2 separate regions of the Capsicum annuum genome follow, and region 1 is linked to region 2. A link is a contact called in public Hi-C data. All regions are on one chromosome and are shown on one strand. Each heading gives the region's core, a stretch centred on a gene start, on an enhancer-like site or on the middle of the called end of the contact. The rest is flanking DNA. Distances are from core to core; before and after follow the strand shown.

Region 1 (3,988 bases), core at 549-3,048, 140 kb before region 2:
GAGTCTTATTTTAGACATGGTGGACATCAATACATTATAAAAATTATAAAACTCATATATAGTTCATGTGTGTCAATTTGGTTAACAACAATCCTAAAAAGTCGTCCGCTAATATTGTGGAGAGGCTTATGCTCCCGTGTTACGCTGATTTGATAACTTGTCAATTATTATTTATATATGTTACTAATACGACCTCTAATTATTAATTATGTTTAAATTATTTCTTTTATAATCATGATGTCCGAGCCAACTTTTAATAAATTTAAACTACATATTTAAATAATTTGAATAATAACAACAATTAAAATTTCAAAACACTTTTAGACAAAATAAACTTCGACACATTATAACATATTCTTTTTAGTGAACGTGTCACAAGCTTACTCCTATTTTTTTTTTTTTTTAAAAACAAAGAATCAAATTCGATTTTCTCTTCTATTTACTACGCGACGAAGAACTAAATTAGACTCCTAAAAATTATACAGTTCACATATGTTAACCCCAGTTAACAACAACTAAAAGATATCAAGACGCATTAATGTATAGTCTTGGACCCCTATATTATGCTGATTTGATAATTTGTGAATCATTACTGATATTTGTTATGAATATGTTCTTTAATTAAGCAATTTTATTAAATATTACATTTAAATAAATTTAAATTCTATTTAAATAATTTAAATATAATTTCAAAATATTTCAATATCGTCAGTCAAAATTCAAAATACTTTAAACATGATAGACATTGATATATTATAAAAATCATATAGTTCATGTATTTTGATCCTAGTTAACAACAACTCATGACAGTTATGCATTAATGTTGTCGTCTTACGTCCTTATGTTACGCCTATTTTATAATTTGTAAATCATAATTTATATTTTTTATTAATATGATCTCTAATTAAGTAATATTATATTCAAATAAAATTAAAATTGTATATTAAATAAATTATAAATATAATTTAATATATTTCACTAGCGGCAGTCAAAAATTAAATCATTATATACATAATAGATATTGACACATTATAGAAATCATGAACATCACAAAGTTCACATGTGTGGACCTTAGTTAACAACAATTAAAGATATCAAGACATATTATTGTTGTAGTTTTGTACCTCTATGTTACAATAATTTGATAACTTATGAATATTACTTATATTCATTATTAATATGACCTCTAATTAAACAGTTTTAATTAATTATTATATTTTAATAAATTTAAACTATATTTAAATAATTTATAATTCTAATTTAAAAATATTTCAATAATGATAATCAAAATTCAAAATATTTTAGACATGATAAATGGTGACACATTATAAAAATAATATTTTTCATATTTGTTAAGCCTAGCCTAGTTAATATTTTAAGAAAAATACTTTTGTGATAAACTTTAGAATTGAATGATTTTTATATGACAAATAAATAAATAAATAAATAAATAAATAAATTTATGTGATAAGTTCAAAATTTAGTTAATCATTGACGACCTTTACTCAAAAACATTTTAAAGAATTATGATTAATATATAATAAAATTAGTTTTAGAATTTGATGAAAAAAAAGATTCAAGAGAAATAGAGGGAGAAGCACGAAAAAAGGAACGGTGAGAATGAGTACAAGGTGAAGTTTGGTGAATCTCCTATTTTAAAGTTAAATAAATATTTTTTTCCACATTTAATGATAGTCATAATTTATCCAACATAAATTTTAGTTGCATTAAAGTTTCAAATCTAGAGGATAGTAAAAGGTTAGAATTGTCTTTATACATTTGTGGTCATTTTTTGGGCCAAAAAATTGTGGTCATTTAACACTTCCCATTTTAAATCCCAACTCTAGCCTATTTTTAATCGAAAAAATCCTTTTGGCCACAATTTTTTTACCACAATTTATCCACAATAGAAAAAAGTTAGGTTCATACTATAAATTAGTTAATCTTTTGATATTTTTAACATGTGTAAAAATTTATTTGAGAAAAGACTCACAAGACTATGTAAATCTTTTCACAATTATGACCAAATTTAGGCAAAAAAATTGTGGTCATTTATCACTGTCCTGTTTTTATCAAGAATTAGCACATGGAATTCAAAAACTTTTGAGCAAGAACTAAAAAACATGCATATTGCATTTAATAATTATTATATGTGGTCCTGGGTTCCAAAAACTGACATGAATCCATCAACAAAAAATTAAATTAGGTCCATTTTTGTGGACATCATTTAAGTATATTCACCCACTTTGTGCAAATGATGATTCCAGCAATGAAAGCAAAAACGAACCACCAACAAACATTTTATAGACATTAATAATCATCTTTGGCGCAATAATTCCATCTCGTACTGAGTACCTATATAATAGTATTTCTTTAGGTTTTATTCGAGTAATGAATGCATTTATTACTTTGGATAAAATTTGTTAATAAGAATGTGAAGATCTATCGAAACAATCTTAGTTTTCAAATGAAACAATACAATCAACACTTTACAGTGCTGGCTCGGCGGCTAAAAATATCTACGTGCGTAAAGTGTATACTTAATATATAATCAGTGTATATCAAATAGATTACAAAACAGTTTTGTTGTACCTACTATTCCCCCCGTTCCATTTTATGTGTCGTTATTTTCTTTTTTGATCCGTCCTAAAAAGAATATCACCTTTGCTTATTTGGTAAATATTTAAAAACATGCTTCCACTTTTATCCGTATTGGTCTCACTTGTAAGGCTTCACTTAATTAAAGATAATAGTAATATTTTTTTTTTAATAAAAGATAATTTTGATAAACATTATCAATTCTTTTCTTATTTTTTAAACTCCGTGTCTAATCAAATTATATCATATAAAATGGTACGGAGGAAAGTATCAAAGAAGGGAGGTATGTATAATACTTTGTTACACAAGGGAGGAATGTGTTATAAGTCAAAATCTTGAGGGAAGTCTATGAAATTATCCCTTAAGAAGGATTTATGATTATTTCTTAAAAGGGCCCATGAAAAATTAATAGGCTTAAAGGGAGGAGTGTGTTAAAGGTTGATACATATTGGACTAAATTAAATGTGTATGATTTGCATGTCTTTTTGATGGAGATAAGCCATAGTTATAGTTGATTCTAATACAAAGAAGGAGACAGTGACGACTAGGGGTGTACATGATCGGATCTGATGGATTCAGATTTTTTAAATGTCAACTAAATTATGTCTATCGAGTTTTAAAATATATAAATCAAATCAATAAAATTCAGATTTTTTATCCTCAGGTTTTTTATTGATTTTTTTAGATTTTTTTTCCGTTAAAGGTTTCATACAAACATATAATTAACTTGTGCTTAAAATATTTCTTTAGTTCTAGCAAGATACTCTTACCTTAAGTGTTCCTTAAGAAAATAACAACATGAATGAGTTATGACTAAAAAATTTTTAATAAAATAATAGTAATATAATCTTATAAAATAAATATTACATATTAATAAGTTATAAAAATAATCATAATTTAAAATATTAAGTCATGCTCAGCGGCGGAGCCAGAATTTTCACTGAGGGGTTCAAAAGTAAATATACAAACTAGTCGAAGGGGGTTCAACATCTACTATATATACATATAAATATTTTTGACCAAATAAAAATAGTATAATTTTCCGACGAAGGGGGTTCGTCATGCTAAAATATGTCTAATAGTATAAATTACATGAATAAATATTAAATAGAAAAATAGATGTAGGTTATGTATTTATGCAAAACTAAAGAATAGATATCCAACATTATTATCATTCCTAGAGTTTTAATTGAATATTTTTGTTAGAACTAGTATTGATTTGAGTTGCTAATATCTATGAGTTATAAAACTTACTGGATCATTCACAATTTTAAGTTTAAATTTGAAATAATGAGTTTGAAAATTTTTAAAATTACATCATAGTAAATATTTGAAAAATTTTAAAATTACATCATAGTAAATATTTTTAAACATTGTATAAATATAATAT
Region 2 (3,965 bases), core at 93-2,592:
ATTCAAGATAGTATCTCAATCCTCATGAGAAGCAAAATGGAATATGAAGTAACCCTTATCATGGGCTAGGAGGCCTTTTCACCCCTTTTCGTACCGTTGAAACATAACCTTCCATGCTTTTGACAAAAGGTGTGTCTCCCAACACATAGCCAATCAGAGCAGTCTTCCAGTATGCCTTCTGAGCTTTGAGGTCATCTTCGTCAATCGTGACAATTTTTTTACCATCCTTGGTGTTTGGAGCAATATAAGCAAGAGTTTTCTCCTTTACTGCCTGCCGATTCTGTTGGTAGTCGTTTTTGACAGCTGGAGGTTGGTGTATGACAGCATATGCATCTGTGAATTGGAGTCGACGGTAAGATAAGCCGGAATCCCCAAAATCTCGAAGTTGTATTGACCCTTTTGAGTTCGAATCAGTTGATTTTACCTCCTCATGATCTGGAACGGACAAGAATGTTGGCGGAAGGTAACTCCCAAAAGTAATTGGGGGGAAATTAGGTCTAGAGCAGTCCACCAGCATGACAAGTTTGGTCGGAGACGAGGTGGAGGAGCGAGCCATATCTGCAGAGGCGTAGGTTAGTGAAGCCTTGGTAACATGCACCGAGAGAAAAGCATGCTCCTCTCATCGGTCTGAGCTTCCACTTTTATTACTATTTCCGCTGTTTGATTTGAGAAGTATTTCAGGTGGCAGATTGACAAGTACCTACGATGAGAAAGCATAGATTTCATTGTGGGCAGTGACAATATTTCAAGATATATCAAACTTTTATATTTTCTTTGAATTCGGGATGATATATTATTAGTAACTTTTAAAGTTAACCAAAGCATATACTCTTTTCCAGTCGAGTTTTGTGTTTAATATTAAAATTTGATCAAGTCTGTCAAATTTTCTATTATTACTACAAATATTTTTATTTATCATATTTTATCTATAATTCCAACAAAATAAAATTCTGCAGTGATATTCATTCATGTAATAAAAGCAACTAAATAAGTAAAATAACCGACAAAATTATAAAGATAAGAAAGTGGAGAAAAGTGAAAACAAGAAAGAACAAAGATTAAAGGGGCTTTATTTCCTTATAAATAGGCATAATAAACATCTGTTCATTATTTGTTCCTGTAATTATGAATTATGATCATGATATTTTATTCTCGTTAATTTGTAAGGATTTTCTTTCTGTGTATTTCACTTTCGCTGTTTCTTTTTCCCATGTGAATTCTATTTTAGGAAATTGATAGATTTCTAAAGATAAAAATAAGTTTGAAAGAGCAAGGCAATGCAAAATTTCTTTACGTGGCAAAAATGAATCTTTGACGTAAGTGTATAATTCAGCACACTAAACATAGATTATGACATTTCAAGTGATAGATATAATTTATCTCTTCAATATTTGATTGCTTTTGTATAGTCATAGGCAAATGCAAATTATAAATATCGGGTTTATCATTACTCAATAATTAAGAAGGTTGAAAAAAAAAATAATTAAGACATGATGCACAAATATTGGTATTAAAATCACAAAATTACAATAAATAATAAATATAAAATCATAAAACTTAATTCCTCGATCTACCTAGCTCAATATATATAAACTAATATTGAAAACAATGTTTTAAAAGACTGGCACGTGATGCAGGGCATTTTACTTAGCATTGAACAAGGCAATGGAGCATAAGCCCCATGGATCTTTAAATTTATAATTTATAATATAGTAAAATAGTATAATAAAAAAAGAATTATAAATAATAAATTAATAGTTTGAAACAATTAAAAATATGATTAAAGAAACTCATAGAAAATAAAACTTTCAATATAATTTTACAAATAAACAAAGAAATTATATAAAAATTATTATGAAATGCAAATCAACTCAAATAACTTTAACTTTAAATAATAATTAAAAAAAATCTTCTTTTTATAAAATATATTATTATCATATTATGCAATTTACATCTCTAAAAGAAAATACTCATTAATTTTATTAGTACCTTCTTGATAATTTTGAGATGACAAAACATTATAATTTTCTTTCAAATATCGATTATTTTGAAACATGTGACAATAATAAAATATGATAATTTTGAGATGCATTACAATAATATGAAAATCAATGATAGATGAATATGTAAAACTCAACTAAGTATTTTAAAAGAAATGTTAAGTAATATTCACCTTCACGGTATTTCGAAAAGTAAATATGCAATCCAATGACTTGTTATTTGAGTTATTCTCAATCTTCTTATTCTATAGATTAAAAAAAATAAATACTATTAAGCATCATTTATTTATTTATTTTCACTAGACAAGATTAAATTTAGGAAAATAAATCACTCATAAAATATTTTTATAGAAAAGATTTTAGTGCAACCAAACACTGAAAAATTAACAAGAAATACATTCCTCTATATAACAAAAACACACCCCTCATGTAAAATTGAAAATTATTAGGCGTCACAAATCCATATAAAACGTTGTTAATTTTGAGTTGAACTCACTTTAAAAACATTTTACATTTTCTTAGTTTGCCCTTTCCCTCATTAATCAATTTGATCTTGCTCACAATATATAGTTTATAAACGTTAACCAAAAAAAAAAAATTATAAACAAAATATGATAAGTTTGTCTACCACTATATAGCCATTAACATATATTGTACTCAACAGTGGGATTCAACCAAAGGATATTAAGATCATTTATGATGTTTATATCAAACAATATGAAATAGAAATATATAAAATTATATTTCTCTTTAACGAAATGAAAAACGAAAGGAAGAGTAATTAAGAAAGTGAAGAAATACTAAAATGAAAATGGAAGAAAGAAACAGCAAATATCAGTGTGCTTCCTTGTTGAATGTATAGAACTGAAATAAGATATATGTTGAAGATCATAATTTTAGAGTTTTATTAGTAACTAGCAAACATATTCGCGCTTCGCATGGACATAAATAGATATGCTTGTATATAACTATTTCAGTTTCTTTGTAATATATGGATCTCATTTTCTTTTCATTGCATAATACAACAATTTTACTTATATACGTTGTTTTTTTCAATTTATTGATATTTTGTCTTCACACAAAGTTGAAGAAAATAAAAATTATTTTTTAAATCACGACGTCTTAAATTAACGATATATTAAATGTATTAAAATTTTCTTTGCCCTTGTAATCTTAAATATGACAATGCGAAAATTTGAGATCAAATTGTTACTACAAGAGGAAAGAGTCATTCTTTTTGATATATAAAAAAAAAAAAAAAGAGCTAAACAAATTAAAGTAGAGGAAGTAATATTTTCTTAATTCAAATAAAAGATGTGATGTTAAAATAGTTACATTTTTTTCCTATTCAAGATAAACCATTACTTTCGTTCAATATTCTAGTTTTCTATTCGTTTTTTCTTTATCCTACTCTTTAAACCTTTTTTATTCTCACTTGATTTAATGAATTTTTCTTTGCTTCTTCAATTCTTTGATTTTCTTAAAAATAATTTTATTCGTTACTTATTTTTCTCCGCTAATTGAAAAGAGACATGTTTACTTTTGCTGTCAAGTTTAATGCTCTTCAAGGAGCAGACCAATTAAAGAGAGAAATTAAAATTATCAAAAGATTTATAGATGAAATGAAAGGGGAGAATAAATGAAAAGCTAAAAATATTTCATGCAATAAATTATTTTGATCCGATCTCTTTATTGATTCCATGAGGTCTTTTGTACGCTGATCAAATTATTTTTTATTTTTTAAAAATAAAATTATTGATGACACCATAATTTTTTGAATTTGTCTTCTAATTAATATGTAGCAAACTTAATTTGTTGATAATAAAAAGTATTGAATTCATTATCAAAGGTAATAAAAAGTATTGAATTCATTATCAAAGGTATCGTAAGTTACAAAGAATTAAACTCTTAATTTTTTGAAATAAATAAGGTATTAAAACTCTTTAAAAAATAAAAAGATAAAGA

The links. A called contact is a pair of places that touch in the nucleus more often than the background predicts.
Region 1: a Hi-C map of leaf shows a contact between it and region 2, with 1.8 times the contacts expected there. The contact joins two enhancer-like sites. A contact is called at or near these places in 2 of 5 Hi-C or Micro-C datasets (leaf and placenta).

What each region holds. Positions count from the first base shown.
Region 1 is chr11:61,166,356-61,170,343 of UCD10Xv1.1, reverse strand. No RefSeq gene overlaps it. Among protein-coding and RNA genes, the nearest start is that of LOC107847302, 13 kb to the right of the region's middle. Within about 2 kb of position 1,798, at least 2 of the 5 cell types and tissues checked have an H3K27ac peak or open chromatin away from gene starts, as enhancers often do. A contact at or near this core is called in leaf, where this site is marked.
Region 2 is chr11:61,029,393-61,033,357 of UCD10Xv1.1, reverse strand. No RefSeq gene overlaps it. Among protein-coding and RNA genes, the nearest start is that of LOC107847802, 73 kb to the right of the region's middle. Within about 2 kb of position 1,342, at least 5 of the 5 cell types and tissues checked have an H3K27ac peak or open chromatin away from gene starts, as enhancers often do. A contact at or near this core is called in leaf, where this site is marked.